Regions from separate parts of the Mus musculus genome. Here all the other regions are linked to region 2. A link is a contact called in public ChIA-PET and promoter capture Hi-C data. All regions are on one chromosome and are shown on one strand. The core of a region is the stretch at or near the end of the contact, and the rest is flanking DNA. Distances in the headings are between cores, read along the strand shown.

Evidence for each region. Promoter capture Hi-C pulls out the DNA fragments that hold promoters and counts their contacts. ChIA-PET counts read pairs in DNA pulled down with a chosen protein or histone mark.
Region 1: a promoter capture Hi-C map of liver shows a contact between it and region 2. The contact joins the promoter of Atp5k here to the promoter of Dipk1a in region 2. A contact is called at or near these places in 3 of 39 promoter capture datasets (cranial neural crest, embryonic stem cells and liver), 1 of 115 datasets of contacts at active chromatin or transcription factors (bone marrow-derived macrophages) and 2 of 9 other capture datasets (adipose tissue and liver).
Region 3: an RNA polymerase II ChIA-PET map of effector CD8 T cells shows a contact between it and region 2, with 5 read pairs. The contact joins the enhancer-like site here to the promoter of Dipk1a in region 2. A contact is called at or near these places in 4 of 39 promoter capture datasets (liver, pre-B cells, stem cell-derived epiblast-like cells and 1 more) and 4 of 115 datasets of contacts at active chromatin or transcription factors (bone marrow-derived macrophages, effector CD8 T cells, fetal liver and 1 more).

The regions. Positions count from the first base shown.
Region 1 is chr5:108,433,090-108,436,513 of GRCm38.p6, reverse strand. Atp5k (ATP synthase, H+ transporting, mitochondrial F1F0 complex, subunit E) reads left to right here and starts at 2,115. Exons shown (of 4, transcript NM_007507.3): 1 at 2,115-2,188; 2 at 2,434-2,488; 3 at 2,685-2,783; 4 at 3,177-3,268. The coding sequence starts at 2,153. The coding sequence ends at 3,202. Gm34319 (a long non-coding RNA gene) reads right to left here and starts at 2,113. Exons shown (of 3, transcript XR_003955776.1): 1 at 1,991-2,113.
Region 2 is chr5:107,985,779-107,989,315 of GRCm38.p6, reverse strand. It overlaps Dipk1a (divergent protein kinase domain 1A), which reads left to right and starts at 2,239. Exons shown (of 5, transcript NM_026062.4): 1 at 2,239-2,367. The coding sequence starts at 2,314.
Region 3 is chr5:107,685,729-107,689,573 of GRCm38.p6, reverse strand. No RefSeq gene overlaps it. Among named protein-coding and RNA genes, the nearest start is that of 4930428O21Rik, 16 kb to the left of the region's middle. RefSeq lists an enhancer at 585-2,812. Within about 2 kb of position 1,438, at least 218 of the 459 cell types and tissues checked have an H3K27ac peak or open chromatin away from gene starts, as enhancers often do. A contact at or near this core is called in bone marrow-derived macrophages and effector CD8 T cells, where this site is marked.

The DNA of each region.
Region 1 (3,424 bases), core at 866-3,365, 450 kb before region 2:
TTACCAGAGGTGGGTGTTTGTCCAGGTGTGGGAATGATAGTTGAGAGTAAAGGGCCTCAGTTGGGCTCAGCCCAGCTACAGGGGTGGTAAGCTCTGAATTTGAGAGGGCAAGACCCAAGGGAGGATCTTGGCTGAGCCTGGGCACAGCACTAAAGATAGCAGCACACTGGGAATATTTAGATTCTGCACACAGCTGTCCCCAACAGGTGCAGAATCCTCCTACTGGTGTCCTGAGCTATGTGGAACCTTAACCACTTCCACTGCCTGACAAATGACCCCAAGCAACAGCAGATGTCAAGCCATCCGTGTGTATGCTTGTGCCAATGTGTGTATTGTAAGCCTCTTCTGCCTCTACGCCATGTAGCTTCTGTGTACCCACCCCTCAATCCATACTCCCCTTGGTACCCACCCCTCAATCCACACTCCCCTTGGTACCCACCCCTCAATCCACACTCCCCTTGGACCCCCAAAGACACTTGCAGTTCTGGAAGCTTGAGCTGCTAAGGAGTCAGGTTTATTTTAAGATTTAATGAGGGAAACCTGTTTGATCACATAAGTTATCTAACCAGTTGCTCAAGATCAGGGAAGGGAGGGGGCTCAATGTGTAGATGACCATGAGGGGTGAGGAAGTTTACTTGGTGCCTTGTAGGTTAGCATGCCTTTGCAGCTTCCTTGGGGAGCAGTGAGTTGGCAGGAGGGCAGGAATCTCACTGTGGCTCAGGTAGGGATGGGAGTGAGGAACGTCTCAAAGGCAAGGTAAGAGTATGTGGAGCACCTGTGGCACATGGCCTGGGTAATTCTCGTCTCAGTTTAGGAACATTTCTAGGATTCTAACAGAGAAGAACTAGGGCTTTGACTCCAGATCAAATGTAGGCAAAGTTCCAGAGCCTAGGGCAATGGTTCCTCTTCTGATGGCCCCGGAGAGCTGGGTACCTATTATGAGTCCTGCAGTTTTCATTGCTGCATTTTATCCACTTTATATTCATAATTATGTTCTCTTTATAAGTATGGACTATAAAGAGTCAGGAAAAGATACCCCATCCCTACAGACTGTGTACCTTTCCAAGCCCTGGTGCAATGCAAAACTGAGGAGGCTGGTTCAATCAACAGCCTTAGGAAGATTTCAAGTCACTATGGGGCATTGGGGTAAAGCCAGCCATTCAGTGGGTGGCTACAATCTATACTATGACAGATGTACACAAAGATGCTTGCCAATAGACACAGCTGATAATCACCTTGTCTCCATCTTGCCCCATCCCAGGCCAATGATGCTCAACTTTCCTAATGCTGTGACCCTTTAATACAGCTCCTTATGTGACCCTCCCCATACATAACATTATTTTCATTGCTACTTTATAACTGTAATCTTGCTACTGTTATGGGTCATAATGTAAATACTTTTGGAGATAAGTGTTTGCCAAAGGGATCACAAAGGGTTGGTCTAGACCGACATGGCTGCTAGAGAGGTACCCACTCTGGGGACATGGACTGCAGAAAGGTAAGTTTGGCAATCTGGGTGCTCCATGGTCAGTCTCTATGAGGCCTGAAAAGGAGGTCAATAGGACTCAGGATCTGTAGTCCTGAGAGTGTGGGCAGGGAGATGCAGGGGTTAGCCTCATTTGGATGAACATTACCTGTAAAGCCCAATGGAAATTAGGAGCTCTGGGCGAGAAAACACTGGTCGGAGGACATATGTGTCCAATGCCGGAAATTGCAGGAAAGCCCTGGAAGGTTGCTGACCTCTCAGGAAGGGCCAATACAAGTTCTGTAATCTCATGCCCAAACCCACCGCACCCAATGGGCCGCTGGAGTCGGCCAGGTGTGCTCGTCTGTTCCAAGAGATAAAGGGATTGTTTGCGTGCTCCAGTCCACAACAGGTGGGCGACAGATTCCAGGGCTGGTCAGTCATTACACGCCGGTGCTGAAGTAACGAGGCTCTGTGTCACCACCCTTTTGAAGCCAGCTTACACTAACAGCCTAGACTTCCTACCTGGAGAGTAGTAACCAGCCCCGTGGGAACGCTCGGCTATCCTCCAGTCGCTAGGGGGCAGCGCTTTCACTGCGGCGCATGCGCCTTTCTGGCTTCAGGAGGCGGCTTTCATTCTCTGTCTTCCGCCTCAGTTGAGCTTCCGGCGCGAAGGTCACGGACAAAATGGTGCCCCCGGTTCAGGTCTCTCCACTCATCAAGGTGAATCCTCATCCCCGTTGTTGCGCGGTGCTCAAAGCTCCTCTATGCCCCCTTTCCCCTCCCCTCCCGTGACTTAGCATTGCCCACCCTTGGGACTGCTGGCTGTGGTCTCGAGCAATCCCGGCCCTGCAACCCTTGCACACACACCCGCCCCGTACTCCCTCTCCCAGTACTCCTCGATGTCCGACCCCTGCGATCCCCTTGTTCCCTCGGTGTGCCTTCTACTATAATGTTTTCTTCTGCAGTTCGGCCGGTACTCCGCTCTGATCATCGGCATGGCATACGGCGCCAAGCGCTACAGTGAGTTTGGGGACCGGGAGAACGGGATTCCGGGTGAAAGGCTGTGTGACACTGCTCGAGCCTGCAGTTCCTTGGGAGGGAGATGATGCCAGGCCCTAGAGGGGGGCAGGTGGGAACAGCTATCTGGAGATTTTGGAGTCGGCTTTTTCACGAAGCAGCATTTTCAGAGAAGTTAATTGCTTCCACTCCCCCCCAGGTTACCTAAAACCCCGGGCAGAGGAGGAGAGGAGAATAGCAGCGGAGGAAAAGAAGAGACTAGATGAGTTGAAACGGATTGAGAGAGAACTGGCGGAAGGTATGGCTTTTAGCCTCTCCCAACACCCCCGAGTTTTCTGGAAGTAGCTGCTGCTTAGTGGACCAGGGGCTGCCTCTCATCCCATGACTGTTTTGTCCAGTGCTGTCCTCCGTGGAGCCCAGTGGAGTGTGAGAGGCATACTGCCCCTTCTCTTGGGTAGCATCTGCAAATTGCCTTTCGAGAGGTTACTGCTGAGCAGGCTCTCTGACCCCTCTGTGTTGACTTCCTGTGGATTCCAGTCAGATGGAGAAGGCAGTTGGGGATGCAAAGGATGGTTTTAGTAATGAAGTTAGGGTTCTCTTGGAATTAGATTCTTGATTGTTTAAAGCCCAAGTCCCCGTAAGGTGGCCCAAGTCTGTATAATGTTTGACATGGTCTCTTCTCACTTTTCAGCTCAAGATGACAGCATTCTCAAGTGAGGCGTCAGCGAGCTTGCTTTTCTCTAGTCGTTGAGAACGAATAAAGCTTCATTGTGTGATGCTGTGGCTTCCTCTCTCTTTACTGTTTGCTTCTAGGTACCGGCTCTGTGGTTGCATCCTGGCTTTTCCTTGGGTAGGGAGGGTCGGGGGTGGGGTGCAGTGGGTGGAGTTTCAAAGGAATTAATGATCATTACCAGACACACAGACAAAGCGAGAAGTGCT
Region 2 (3,537 bases), core at 990-3,489:
ACTTGGGAGTAGAGGCAGGATGATTGTGAGTTCAAGGCCAGCCTGGCCTATATGCATCCTTGATTTAAAAAAACTGAAACCCCAAACCCAGACACCACTTGAATTCCAAATACATACTTAAATGTAACATGAGCAAATAAACTCTTGATCTCCTAGCCAACTGTCTGTAGTTTTCTCTACCTCTCACTACCCCATTACCTTGAAGCACTGGCTGGCATGAAACTAGCTATATAAACCAGGCAGGTCTTGAACTCACACATATCTGCTTGCTACTACCTCACCTGGCCTTGACCAGTTTTGTTTTATTTTATTTTATTTTATTTTATTTTATTTTATTTTATTTTATTTTATTTTGAGATAGGGTTTCCAAATTGTGCAGGTGAGCTGGGCTGAGGCTGTCCTTGAATTCCTGATCTGTTTACACCTCCCAAGTACTATGACTGTGGGCATGTCACCACAACTGGCTCTTACCAGACTTCTCTATAGTCATTGTGTTTATTATTTATTGCCTGTCTTCTCATCTCCAAAATGTAATATCCATAAAGTTAGGAATTCTGCCTGCTTTGTCTTTTTGTGTACATAGCAAAAAAATTTGAACAGTGTCTGGATGCTAAGAAAATACTTATTGCAGAGCTGGAGAGATTGCTCCGTGGTTAAGAGGGCTTCTGGCTGTTCCAGAGAACTCGAGTTTGGTTCCCAGCACCCAAGTTGGGCAGCTTAAAACCAACTGAAATTCCAGCCCCAGGTGTTCTGATGCCCTCTTTTGGCTTTTATAAGCAATCACACAAATATGGCAGACATACACATATAAATAATAAAATCTTAAAAAAAAAAAAAAAAAGGGCTGGTGAGATGGCTCAGCAGGTAAGAGCACCCGACTGCTCTTCCGAAGGTCCGGAGTTCAAATCTGAGCAACCACATGGTGGCTCACAACCATCCGTAACGAGATCTGACTCCCTCTTCTGAAGTGTCTGAAGACAGCTACAGTGTACTTACATATAATAAGTAATAAATAAATCTTTAAAAAAACAAAAAACAAAAAAACAACTAAAGGAAACCGGTAGGATCCGTCCTTTCCTCCTTCTTCCTTCCCTCCCTTTGTCTGTCTTTGTCTTAAGTAGCTCCGGTTGGCCAAGTGCTGGAATTACAGGCATGAGTCACCATGCCCAGCTCATATTTACTTTTACTTTAGAAATTACTGAAGTCATTTAATTAAAAGTGAAAGTCAGTGGCTCATGCACTTCTTTGCGAGTAACAAAATATTATCCAGGTTAAAGACCTGTTTCCAGAAACTGAAAGCACTAGAAACATAAAGTACGGCATAGCAAGGGAAAAAAATGAAGTAGGACCTGCATCTCCCTGCATTGAAGTCACTCAGATCAATAGCTGTACTCCTCCCAGGGTGGCCCCTTCTCCCTTATTTGGCCATCAGTGTCAACAGAAGAAAGCAACGCCTTGAGGTGTATAGCCTTAACTGAGCTGCTCTGCTATATCCTAGAAGGTCTCCTGCCTTCACTGTATTTATCCGGCATTTATTTATTTAATTATGTATTTAACGTGTGAATCATGATTCTGTGGTAGAGGCAAGAAAACTCTGAGGCTGTTTTGCAAACAATGCAAACTTCAAAAAGTCGAAATGGTAAAAAAGAAAGAAAAAGAAATAAAAGAAAAAAATTGCATTAAATTTAAGGTACGCAAAGAGGCGAAGTGTCTGGAAGGCCACGCAGAACTGAGCGGGAAGGAGTCCCTTCCTCCCCTAGATAGCGGTGGTCGCGTCTCCGGAGAGCCTCCTTTCCCTGGAGAGGATCTATGAGTTAGTTGGTCGCCTAGGATGCAGCTCTAAGCATCCACAGAATTTCCGTGCAATCCGCTCGCACAGGTCCAGAGCGCGGACGGCGGGACTCCGCGCGTGAAGCCGCAAGCCTCACAGTGAAGTGGGCGCTCCACGGAGCCCACGTTTTGCGCACCCCCGTGCTGCTCGCACCCGCCTCGGCCGTACCCCTCCCCCGTCCGCGCCTCCCCTTTAAGCACGGAGGCGCAGGCGGATTTGTGTCGGCGGACGCGAGGCTCGACTCCCCTTTATGGCGGAGCCCCGCGCCCGCGCCTTGACGACCGCCGCGGCTGGCGGTGGGGGTGGGGTTCTGCGCGCGGAGCCGGCCTCCGCTACCCGCCGCCCTCGCCGCAGCGCGGCCCCGGGGAGCGCGCGCCGGGGGCGGGCCGTGGGCGGGCCGGCGGGGCAGGGGCGGGGAGGCCGGCGGGCGGCCGCGCTCGGGTCCGCCTCCGACTGCGGCGCGGCGGGGCGATGTGAGTGCCATGGCGAGGAGTCTCTGCGCGGGGGCCTGGCTGAGGAAACCCCATTACCTCCAGGTAGGCCGGCCGCGGCCCCGCCACGCGCCCTCCGCTCCGCGCCACGCGGGACTCAGCGCCCCGTCCTCCCTCCGTGCGCGCCCCGCCGCCTCCTGCGGACCGGCACCTGGCGGCGCGCCCTCCCAGCCCTGGTCCCGCTCCTCGGGCGCCGCCCCAGCCCTGAGCCCCTCTGAGTCCCGGCCCCGGACGCGCCGCGGTCCCTCCTCTGCGTGCTCTCCCGCTTTCCCCAAGGGCCCCCCCTCGACCTGCCATTCCTGACTCTGTGTCTGGGGTAGGAAAGGGTGGTGTGTCATTCCTCCATGCTCCACAGAATCGTGACCGATTGTCATACCAGTGGTTCCCCAAGTCCCAGCCAGTAGCTGTGCCTCGTGCAGATCCCCTGGGTTTGGTGTTCTCATCACATCTCTGGTTTAAATGGGAGGGAGGAGTAGGCAAGCTCGATCGAGGCGATGCTTTTGCAAAAAGGGGATGGTGACCGTTGTACGGCTCTTCACTCAGCCCGCCAGCAGTGCGAACGCAATTCACAGTCACGTCGTGTGTACTGTTGCCGTGTTAATTTTTCATGATTTTCTGTTCCGCTGTCAGTAGGCTTTAGAACCCTCCTGCTGCTTTGGTGCACTGTTTGGTCACCAGGGGGACCTAGTAGACGTCGTGAGTAGCTGAGCACAAATCCATAGCTCGGATGGAAAAACAACTACAAATCAATGCCTCACACATTGGCAGTATTGTTATATGTCTCTAGAGGACACTGCTTACATTAAAAGGCCTGACGACATGGGACGTGTATTTAGGTCAGTTGTTGGTGTGCTTCTTATGAGTATGGAAAAAAAAGAAAAAGTTGAGGAGAAACCGTTACTGTCCAAATAAATCTTATATTTTAATTTGAAATTTGCAAGTGTAAGTCATTACATCGAAACGAGAGAAACCCAGATTGAGAGACTGACTTGACAACTCATGGTTTTAAGGGTGTAAAACTGAATGTTTGTAGCAGCGCCACCAGAAATAGTTGTGCCTTGAGTACCAGTATTAGAACCTAGTCTAGCATTCCACCCCTCCAGGTTAAAGTATTTGGGCATGTTTAAAATCTTTGAACTTAAACTACTTAGCTTTCTATTATTAATTTTTGGAGTTGGTAGAGCTTTAGGCTTTAGTTTTGGCTTTAAATGTTTT
Region 3 (3,845 bases), core at 189-2,688, 300 kb after region 2:
GAATTCCAGGTGAGAGGTTGCCAGTGGCCTCAGAATAGAGGCCGTCTTGCACAGGCTGTGTGCTGAAAAGGCGAGGCAGGAGCTAATAGGCGATTTTTATAGCAAGTGACTTAGAAGCTGGAGTTACCATTTTGGTAACTCTAGTTTTCATATTACAGGGCTTATGTTAACACAGAGAAGCAAGGGTCGGGAGGAGACGAACAGGGGTCAGCCAGATGGTTCAGCATTGCTTGCTCCTCATCCTAAGGACCTGAGTTTGATTCCCAGAACCACAATGCGGAAGGAGAAAACGGACTCCTAAAAGTTGTCTTCTGATATGCATACATACACAATAACTAAGTGTTTTTAAAATGTAAAAAGCATCAACGAAAAACCCAATAAACCAACCAGGAGCTGAGGAATTTGTAGTTCAGTGTCAGAGTTTATGGTTATTTGATATGCACTAGAACCTGGTTTTATCCCTAACACTAACGAATAAAATCGTCAGCTTTCAATTTTACCATTAAACAGGAGAGGACTAGACACAGATTACGATTTTCTGAAGACCACTAACTAGGATTGGGGAATTCTCTGGAGTGGAGCTCAGCTTGCCTCCTGTGAGTGTGTTTCTGCCTGTGTCAGGGTAGCGCCATCCACTGAGGCCACACCCCTGATATATCTTTTATTTATTTATTTTTACAGGGAGGAGTTATTTGTTCTTGCTCATGCCTTGTATTTTCTTTATGTTCGAAGATGTCATCAAATGATCCCCTTTGGATTCTTCGCTAAAGGTTTGTGGAGTTGCATTTGAAGTCTTCCCTCACAAACAGCTTGTTTCAACACTACCATGGCACTAACCGATCCGTGAGAAGCTCACTCACTGTCACAAAGCAGCCCTGGAAGGTAGTGAGTCTCATGGCCCTCACTCGCAGGTTGTCCACTGTAAACGGAGCTAGTGAACCCTGCTAGCCAGTGCGCTGGCAGGACAGCCCAGCAGCTGGCTTTCAGAAGGGACCTGAGCATCGCTCCCACTTGGATTTCTCAGACTTGTCAGTTCGCAAGTGTTCTTTCTTTAGCCAAGAAAGACAAAACCACCTCCGGGTGTACTGCCCCAGGGCTGTTTTGAGAGCATTTCTAAGAGCCTCTAAGGAAGGTGTATATCCACATCTCTGATTTATGTAAAACGATCCGCCCCAAACCAAAACAGACCCTTTGCCTCCGCGGTCTGGCCTGCTTCCCAGCTGTTGGCATTCTCCGGAATCACTCGCAGCACCGGCTGCTCCACCAGAGCTGGCGCAAAGTCAACAGCTCCGCCAGGCAGGCGCCCCACCCGCCATTTGATTTTGTTAAATCACTCCTTTGGCTAATATTTCAGGGACAGACACGCGACGCATCTGGCTCCGGCTAGATATTTTCAGTCTCTCGGATCCCAAGGTAAATATTTGCAGGGTCGATGGCTGCAAAGTAGGCGGGCGTGAAGCGGGGCGGGTCCCCAGCTTCCACTCAAGGCCGGCGCAGCTGCTGCAGCGCCCCGCCCCTTCTCCCACGCCCCGCCCACTTCCCCCATGAGCCCCAGCGCGGCCCGCTCGTAGCTTCGTGTGTGCAGCGCATGGCTGGACTTCAGCTTCCGCGAGGCTGGTTTCGAGGTGAGGCGCGCGTGATGCCCCGTTGCCATCCTGTAAAGCTCGTGCTTGCACTTTTGTTTATTTTCAGTTTTATTTTTAGCAGATATTGTTTCTGTTCTCCCCCCCCCCCAACCTCTGCTAGGCAAGTACACGTGGTCACGTGTGGAGTCAGGAGGAAGGGTAAGGAGGCTTCGGAGAACCTGGGACAGGTTTGGTTTGAGGGGCCAGGTTTGTCTGAAGTACCCTCTGAGACTTCCTCCTGGGAAGAGATTCCATTGTGTCAGGATTTTCCTACACACGTGGGCACATTTTAGGAAGAGTTACAAAGTGGGCTTTGGTGCTAGGAAAAGGTGGATTAGGTCAAGGATATATTAGATATACATTTCTTTATTGTGGCAGGATAGCTTAGGTGTAAACAAAGGAGCCCATGTGGAGACCATGATGGGAAACCTCCAACCCTTGGTTTGGCCTACTCGAGACCTACAATTCTTTGGACATATAGTTCAAGTGAGCATTTAAAAGAACAGAAACCAAATATGTGGTAGCATGTTAAACACTCAGCCCTGCAGTGATATGCTTGTAATCTGTTGCTTTAATTTGTTTCCTCCCCCACTGAGTTGGAGGGCGGGACTACGGTGTGATGGATGATATTAGGGTTGTACAGCTGTAGAGTCAGATGCATCCTTATTTTAAATGCTCACATTTTGTTCATCGTGGCTCCTGTAAAATATTAACGATGTGCCTACTACACCCACCTAGGGAAGGGTATTCTTGAAAAGTGTTAGCAAAAGTCAATAAATAAAACCTTTACAAGTTCTCCTGAAATTAGAAATCAGATTGAATCCCAGGCATCCAGACTCCAGGCTTTGCCTTAAACCTGTGCAGAGTGGATGGATCTAGCTAGGCCATATAGATCTTTTTTGGCTGCAGCTAAAACATTTACTGGCAGCAGGATCAGATCCTACTCCTCGTGGTAGCTGGGTCCTCCCTTGGAGCCCCCTCTGCTGTCTTCTCTTACTGCTAATTGACTTCCTGAATCCCCACAGCAGCTGCTGGAAACCTTTCCAGCTCTTCCTGCTGTGGTTTGTGCTGGTGACCAGTTCCCATTTCCACCATCCTCACCTGGGACCTTCATCTCCAGATCCCCCCACTTCTTTATATTTTCAGGGTGTCCTTTCCCTCCCTAAGCTGAATTCTTCCTCAGCGCTCTGGCCATATTTTCCTCAAGGCTAATAATTTCTCCCAATCTCATCATCAACCTCTTTTAAGTTTTTTGTTTGTTTGTTTGTTTTGTTTTTTATGTAAGAGTCATGAATATTTTTAGTAAGAAACTTGGGGGAGCTTAGGGAGATGGCTCAGTTAGAAGAGAACTTGCCGTATAAACATGGATCCTGGAGTTTAGTTTGCCAGTACCCATATTAAAGACCAGGTGTAGTGTCATAGTTCTGTAATCCCAGTTCTGGGGGCAAAGACAAGCAGATCCTGGGGGCTTGGTGTCTAGCTGTCATGGTTTGAATATTCTTGGCCCAGGGAGTGGCACTATTAAGGAGGTGTGGCCCTGTTGAAGTAGGTGTAGCCTTGTTGGAATGTGTCACTGTGGGCGTGGGCTTTAAGACCCTCATCCTAGCTGCCTGGAAGCCAGTCTTCTCCTTGCAGCCTTCAGATGAAGATGTAGAACTCTCAGTTCCTCCTGCACCATGCCTGCCTGGATGCTGCCATGTTCCCGCCTTGATGATTGTGGACAGAACCTCTGAACCTGTAAGCCAGCCCCAATTAAATGTTGTCCTTATAAGAGTTGCCTTGGTTGATGGACCATCTAGAGACTGCCATATCCAGGGATCCATCCCATAATCAGCCTCCAAACGCTGACACCATTGCATATACTAGCAAGATTTTGCTGAAAGGACCCAGATATAGCTGTCTCTTGTGAGACTATGCCGGGGCCTAGCAAACACAGAAGTGGATGCTCACAGTCAGCTATTGGATGGATCACAGGGCCCCCAATGGAGGAGCTAGAGAAAGTACCCAAGGAGCTAAAGGGATCTGCAACCCTATAGGTGGAACAACATTATGAACTAACCAGTACCCCAGAGCTCTTGACTCTAGCTGCATATGTATCAAAAGATGGCTTAGTCGGCCATCACTGCAGAGAGAGGCCCATTGGACTTGCAAACTTTATATGCCTCAGTACAGGGGAACGCCAGGGCCAAAAAGTGGGAATGGGTGGGTAGGGGAGTGGGG